Linked DNA regions of Sus scrofa: region 1 is linked to region 2. A link is a contact called in public Hi-C data. All regions are on one chromosome and are shown on one strand. Each heading gives the region's core, a stretch centred on a gene start, on an enhancer-like site or on the middle of the called end of the contact. The rest is flanking DNA. Distances are from core to core; before and after follow the strand shown. Region 1 holds the start of E2F6 (transcription factor E2F6). Region 2 holds the start of NTSR2 (neurotensin receptor type 2).

Evidence for each region. Hi-C and Micro-C count contacts between places; a contact is called where the count stands out from the background.
Region 1: a contact with region 2 is called in a Hi-C map of fetal skeletal muscle, with 1.7 times the contacts expected there. The contact joins the promoter of E2F6 here to the promoter of NTSR2 in region 2. A contact is called at or near these places in 1 of 5 promoter capture datasets (fetal skeletal muscle), 5 of 47 Hi-C or Micro-C datasets (embryonic fibroblasts, epiblast stem cells, fetal skeletal muscle and 2 more) and 1 of 2 datasets of contacts at active chromatin or transcription factors (skeletal muscle).

What each region holds. Positions count from the first base shown.
Region 1 is chr3:125,246,353-125,249,588 of Sscrofa11.1, reverse strand. It overlaps E2F6 (transcription factor E2F6), which reads right to left and starts at 1,357. Exons shown (of 8, transcript XR_002342859.1): 1 at 1-1,357.
Region 2 is chr3:125,079,881-125,083,591 of Sscrofa11.1, reverse strand. NTSR2 (neurotensin receptor type 2) reads right to left here and starts at 1,469. Exons shown (of 4, transcript XM_021087826.1): 1 at 1-1,469. The coding sequence starts at 160.

The sequences.
Region 1 (3,236 bases), core at 108-2,607, 170 kb before region 2:
GGTCCACGAGCAGGCTGGGCAGCTTGCGCGCCGGCCGCTGCTGACTCATGCTGCCCGGCCGGCCGCCCCTCGCCCTCGCACCCTGCGAGCTCTCCCGCCTTCTCCCGCTCCACTCGGGCGCCGCCCCCAAGACGCCGGGTCCCGGGAGCCTGCACCCGCCGGGTCCCTGGCCTGCTCCGAGGCGCCGCCTGCCTAGGCCGGCCCGCGGACGGACGCGCCGCTGCCCCACGACCTCGGGACTTGGGACGCGGGCGGGAAGAGAGCAGGATGACCCGCGGGGCTCAGGACGCCCGGCCCGCCATCTTCCCGCATGCGCAGTGCGCCGCCCCCAGTGCGCATGCCCGCGGCGCCCGGCGCGCTCCCACGCGCCCCTCGGCTCCCGGAGGCCGGAGCGCGGGAAAGCCCGGAGGGCGGAGCTCCCGGAGGGGACGGCGAAGGGAGCGGACGGAAGACGTGGAGCAGGAATTCCCGGCGAAGGGGACGGGGCGAGAGAAAAGAGGCCGCCAGGTCGACGCAAGGGTCTCCTCGGAGCTCTTGGCACTACGGCCACTGGTAACTGAACGTGCTGAACGCTCAGTTTATCTTGAGCTCCCTCCGCACTTCTCAGGCACTTGCTCAGTGTTGAGGCTTCGGAAATGTTGATAACCAAACCGCCGTGGACGGACTGACTAGTATGCATCTTTCTTTCCCTTTTCTTCCCTCCTTTCACTTGAGGAATAAATGATTGGTTCCCCGTGGTGCCAGATATTGTGGTGGGCGCAGGAGAGAGTCATTGGGATCTGGCACGATTTCAGATGCCGGTGGAAAAAACAAAGAAAGGAACATTTAAAGCTGGGGCCAGAAGGTGTGCTTTCAGATCCCGGAGCCCGCTGCTTAGCGGATAAGACTAACTAAACTACCTAATCGCTGTGTGCTTCTGTTTCCTCATCTGTTCAGTGGGATTAAGGTTGTGGGGAGAATTAAGTGACTTAATGAATGCAGATTACTTAGCACCAGGAACAGCACCGTGTTTGATATAAATGCTCAAGTTCAGGGTGGAGTTCAGCAACTGAACGGTGATGGTTGGACTAGGGGCTTCTAGGCAGCCTGGGTGGGCTGGGAAGGCGTCCGGAGGAAGACGGGGTCAGAGGAATTCTTTAATCTTTGTGTCTCCAGAGTCTAGCCCAGTTCGTGGCAAACAGTAAGGGCCCGTCAAGGAATGATTTGAAGTAAAAGATAAATGAATGATTTAAAGTAAAAGATAACCTAGGGAAGCCTCTAGAAGACTGGATTTTGTGGCAGAAGGGAGAATTTCCCGGAGTGGTTAAATAACACCTTTACCAACCAGAATCCCTGGGAAGGCAAGCTTTGGAGACCAGAAGTGGATTTTTTTTTTTTTTTCCTTTTTTGCTGCCCCTTGTCATATGGGATTCCTGGGCCAGGGATCCGATCCCAGCTACAGTTGTGACCTATGCCGCAGTTACAGCAACACCAGGTCCTTAACCCATTGTGCCCGGCCAGGGATCAAACCCTTCGTCCCAGTGCTCCAGAGACATCAATGATCCTATTGTGCCGCAGTGGGAACTCCCAGAAATGGCTACTTTTAATAAGTAAGACATAGTTCAGATTTTACCATTTGAAGCAACATGGATGGACTTGGAGAGCAATTGCTAAGTGAAATAAGTCAGAGAAAGACAAGTACTTCATGGTATCACTTATATGTGGAATCTAAAAAATACAACAAAGTAGTGAATAAATCAAAAACGTAGACTCAGTATGTATAGAGAACAATCTAGTGGTTACCAGTGGCGAGAAAGATGGGGGAGGGGCAATATGGGGGAGGGGATGAAGAGGTACAAACTATTATGAATGAATAAGCCGCAAGTTCCCTTGTGGTGCAGTAGGTGAAGGATCTGGTGTTATTGCAACTGTGCTGCGGGTTGGAACTGTGGTGTGGGCTCAGTCCCTGGCCTGGGAACTTCTGGATGCTGCATGTGCAGCCAGAAACAAAAAAAATAATAAGCTACAAGGATATATTGTACTACATGAGAGAATAAAACCAATATTTTATAATAACCATAAACAGGATATAATGTTCAAAATTATAAATCACTATAGTGCACACTTGTAACATATAATATGGTTCATCAACTATACTTCAGTTTAAAAGATTACAAAGATAGGGAGTTCCCACTGTGGCTACTATCCATGAGGATACAGGTTCAATCCCTGGCTTCACTCAGTGGGTTAAGTTTCTGATGTTGCAGTGGCTGTGGTGTGGGCTGGCAGCTGCAGCTCTGATTCAATCCCTAGCCTGGGAACTTCCATATGTGAAGGGGTGGCCCTAAAAAGCAAAAAAAAAAAAAATTACAAAGATAAATAAGAGGGAGTTCCCTCATGGCTCAGTGGGTTAAGGACCCAGCATTTTCACTGCTGTGGCTCTGGTTATGGCTGTGTTGTGTCTTCAATCCCTGACCCGGGAACTTTTGCATGTCACAGGCACAGCCAAAAAAAAAAAAAAAAAAAAGGTAAATAAGACATTAATCCAGCGTTTGTTGTATGTACTTCACACATTTTCTTATGTACATTTTATATCCAAAACTGAGGTATTTTCCTGACTCATTTACAGAACAAGAAAATGAAGATTAGCAAGATTACAAAAATTACCAAAGGTCCTGGCTAGGCAGTGATGGAGGCAGGATTTGACTTACTTTATAGCTGATTTATCTGGTATGCAGATCCTTGGGAAGTTTTTTTTTTTGTTTTTTTGTTTTTTTTTTGGCTTCTTAGGGCCACCTCCACAGCACATGGAGGTTCCCAGGATAGGGGTCAAATTGGAGCTGTAGCTGCTGGCCTACACCACAGCCACAGCAACACTGGATCCTTAACCCACTGAGCAAGGCTGGGAATCGAACCTGCGTCCTCATGGATGCTAGTCAGATTCATTTCCACTGAGCCATGACGGGAACTCCTTGGGAAGATTCTTGAAGGAGTCAGAGGTGGGGTCAGATGAGTGAAGGTGGGTGGGTCGGGATAAGGGTGGCGGGCACTGCAGGCTAAAGGCAGAGTGCGAGCACAGCTGTGGAGAGTCAGGGTCATGACACAGCCCTCCCGACACAGTGCATGTGCTTTGGCTTTACCCCGAGAAAATTATTTGCACATTTTTTTGAGCCCTTGCCTGGCAGTAAAGCAGGTGCTGGGGAGAGAACTAAGTTGAAGGGGGGATCTTTTACCTTGTGCTCCAGTAGCCCCCAACA
Region 2 (3,711 bases), core at 220-2,719:
CGGACAGCGCATTGCCCGCCGTGCCCAGCGCGAAGATGAGCGAGTAGAGCGCGGTGAACAGCACCTTGGCCCAGAGGCGCGTGTCCACGCCCAGCCGGGCATCCAGGCTCAGCGCGGAGCCGGGGCTCGGCCCCGGGGGCCTCCGGCTGCTGGGCTCCATCCCGCTCCCGCGGCTGCGCTCCCTCCCTCTCACTGCCCGGAGACTGGGCCCGCTGCCCGGCTAGGGAGCACCTCCTCCTCTCTGGGAACCTCCAGAATGGGAGGGCACGCCCAGCGAAGGGCGCCTCCGAGCCGGCGGCGGCGCGGGACCGCGAGTGGATGCCTGTTAGCCGAGCTCACATTCTTCAGTGGAGTTTGATGCTGGGCAGGCGACGGGCTCCTTTTGGGAACCGGACTGGATGCCTCTACTTACTAGTTGTGTGTCCTTGGGCAGTTATTTACTATCCTCTCTTAATCCATTTCTGCATTAAAACAAATCTTATCTAGGAGTTCCTGCTGTGGTTCAGTGGGTTAAGGACCCGACATTGTCTTTGTGAGGATGCAGGTTGAATCCCTGGCCTCGCTCAGAGGGTTAAGGATCCGTTGGTAGGCCACAGATGCAGCTCCGGCCGGTGTTGCCTGGCTGTCGCATCAGCCTGTAACTACAGCTGATTGGACCCAGAGCCCAGGAACTTCCATATGCTGCAGGTGCCGCCACAAAAAGAAAAACAAATCTTATCTGCACTGCAGAATCTCTGTGAAGACTGAGCGAATCTGTGTGAAACTCGACACCGGCAGCATAGACGGGCATCGCATGTGTTCCACGTGCTCTGTGCGGTGCTGCTGCTACGTGTGATCCCAGAGACGACTCATCAAAAAATTTGCCAGCCCTCGAACATTTTGCAGCTGTTATTCTTGCCAAAGGGCTCTTTCATCTTCTCACTAAATGCTGTTTCAGTGACTCACTAATGTCCTCAAGGAGCTCCTTTGTCCCTGTCAGGTTCCTCTTCATGACATCATGCTTTCCCAGTCCTTCGAGAATGTTCCTCTCACGGAGTAGTGGGAAGAAGAGAAAAGGAGTGTGTTTCACGTGTTTTAAAACTTTCCATCAGGCTCTTCCCTAAGCCCTTCTAGACCAGCAAACATTAGGGTAAAAAGCCCCTATCTCACCTTTACGTCCCTGGGTATTTAGGGGCAGAACCAGGTCTCCTGATTGTCTTGTTTTTGGCCAAGTTGTTATGACCCAGTGACACTTAATCTTCCGTCTGGATACATAATCATAGTCCCTTGGGGGTGGGGCTTATAAGACATGTTTTGAGGGGACGCACGTCGCTCTATAACGAGCATTCCATGCATATGAATTTCTGACAAACGTTCTTTAAAGAAAATAAGCAGTGTTAATAAAATTTGAACTTTGTGCTGGGTTTCACGTCGTTCAATAAGGAAAAAGCCAGTTCCTGCTTCCCTTTAGAAGAATTCTCCACGTACTTAGTCTCCCCAGGTGTCGGGAGCTGAGTTTCAAGAAGAAAATTTTCAGAAAGAGAATCTGCCTGATGACAGAGTCCAGGGGATTCCAAAGAAAGGCTGCAAAGCAGCACGTCCTCCAGCGCACAGAAAGCATGAGGCTGTAATGCCTGAGAAAACACGTTTCTAAATCTCTGTCCTTCCTGTTTTTAACAATGACTCTGTGCTCTATTTACTCTGCCTTAACTCCTCGTTCCTTGCCTTAAAGAAAAAACTCATTAACTTGTTATCTAAATCTTGGGAGTCGTTCTTGCTTTTGCTAAATGTTTGGGAAATGAACTCTTCATTATCTACACCTAAATTACGTGACTTTTTAGAAAGATTCCTTTTCCTTCTAAGAGAATCATAGATAACAACGGTATTTACTACTTGTAGTTTTAGAAGAAATTGGTACGTTTTATAGCTATAGTTTGAAGCATTTAGAGGTGTTAATTAGTTCAAGTTGTTTTTCTTTAGCTGATTCATTCATCTATAAAAAGAAAATAGGTGTAAAAGCCTGTTGTTGATTGTTAAATACAAGTTAGAAAAACAGGTTGCGGTTGCTGAATTACTAGCCAAGCACCTGCCCTAAAAACACAATGCATTTGTGGTCATCACAAAGGTCACGAGAAGTCTTAACACGTCTGACATTTGCGGCCAGTGGGATCGATTAGTCCTACCTGGTTATCTTTTAATGGGTTTAGAGCGTACCCTGCCTGGATAATGTGCTTCTTCATCTTTAACTCTTATGGCTTCTGCAACATAGAGTCCTTTCTCCTGTTTAAGTCACTGCTATCCAGCAACAGAGTTGAGACTGCGTGAACACTACTCCGGAGTATGCGTCTCCGTCATTCCTGCACCTGCCACCCTCCTCTTCGGGCAATACCTTGGCTGCTGGAGCTGGACTCCGGCACCAAGGTCCAGGCTGGAAGTAGTGGAGAGACCTGGACTGGAGTCAGAAGGGTTGGGTACCCGTCTCGACCCAGCTGTTTACTGGCCGTGTGTCTTGGACAGGCCTCCAGTCTCTCAGCCCAGTTTACTCATCTGAAAGCAAGGACAAAGATACAGTGATTGGTGTTTCTTACCTCTTTGGATTAGAAAGTAGATAGGAAAGCCGATAGGAAGCTTCAGGGCTGAAGTCACAGGCTGTCACTTCAGGAAGTTAACTCCTTAACGCCCACATGGTGGGGAAGCGCCAAGAAAAAGGGGGCATCTCTGCTTTTCAACTCGTGGTGCTCCCAGGGTGCGTTTGTTTTCAAGGGCAGGGTGTCTAAGCCGTGAAGTTGCACCGTAGCCTTTTCAGGACGGCTCTAGGCAAGCATCCTCTGTCTTGCAGCATGAAGAGAATTACCTTGGTCTCGCCTGTGGATGGGTCTCTCCAGCCAGGTCAGAGGAGGCTGTGAAATGCAGCTAATGACAGTGAGGAAGAGTCCGCATCATGATGCCCCCCTACAGACGTGTGCAGGGGGCTCGGAATTTCCGTCTTCACCCCGAGGAGAATGACTGACATGCCCTCTGGGTGTGAGTCTCAGACACGGTCCCCAAGACCTGAAACTCCTCCTGGAGAGCGCATCCCTGTGTGCGTGCCCTGAGCCTAGCGCTTGCTTCTCCAGTACCTACAAGAACTTAACTTTGCCTCAATAAAAACATTGCTTGTGTGAAGATGGGTCTCAGCCTGTATTGGGAGACTCCGATCATTGATATCCTCCACTGTCTACGTTAGAACCAAACTCTTGGCTTTCCTGTTTCATCACAGATCCAGGCTAAATTCCCTGAATCGCTAACTGTGTGGCGCATAATTCAGAACCAGTCGGCACTAGAGGGCAAGGCCCGGTGTGGGCAGTTCTGAGTCCAGGGATGCTGGAGGTGGGAAGCTGCTGTTTGGGGCTGTCTGGGCCATAGTGTGAAGTATCGATGAGGCTTCCTGGCCAGGCAAGGGGGTCTGAGGCCAGGAATCTGGATTTTCTCCTTGCCTGGTGTGCCTGGGCTCCTGACTTTCTTGCATGTCAGGATCCCATCAAAAGAGCTTCTGGGAGTTCCCGTCGTGGCTCAGTGGTTAACGAATCCAACTGGGAACCGTGAGGTTTCGGGTTCGATCCCTGGCCTTGCTCAGTGGGTTGGGGATCCGGCATTGTCGTGAGCTGTGGTGTAGGTTGCAGACGCGGCTCGGATCTTGCGTTGCTGTGGCTCTTGCGTAGGCTGGCGGCTACCCTCCGATTCGACCCCTAG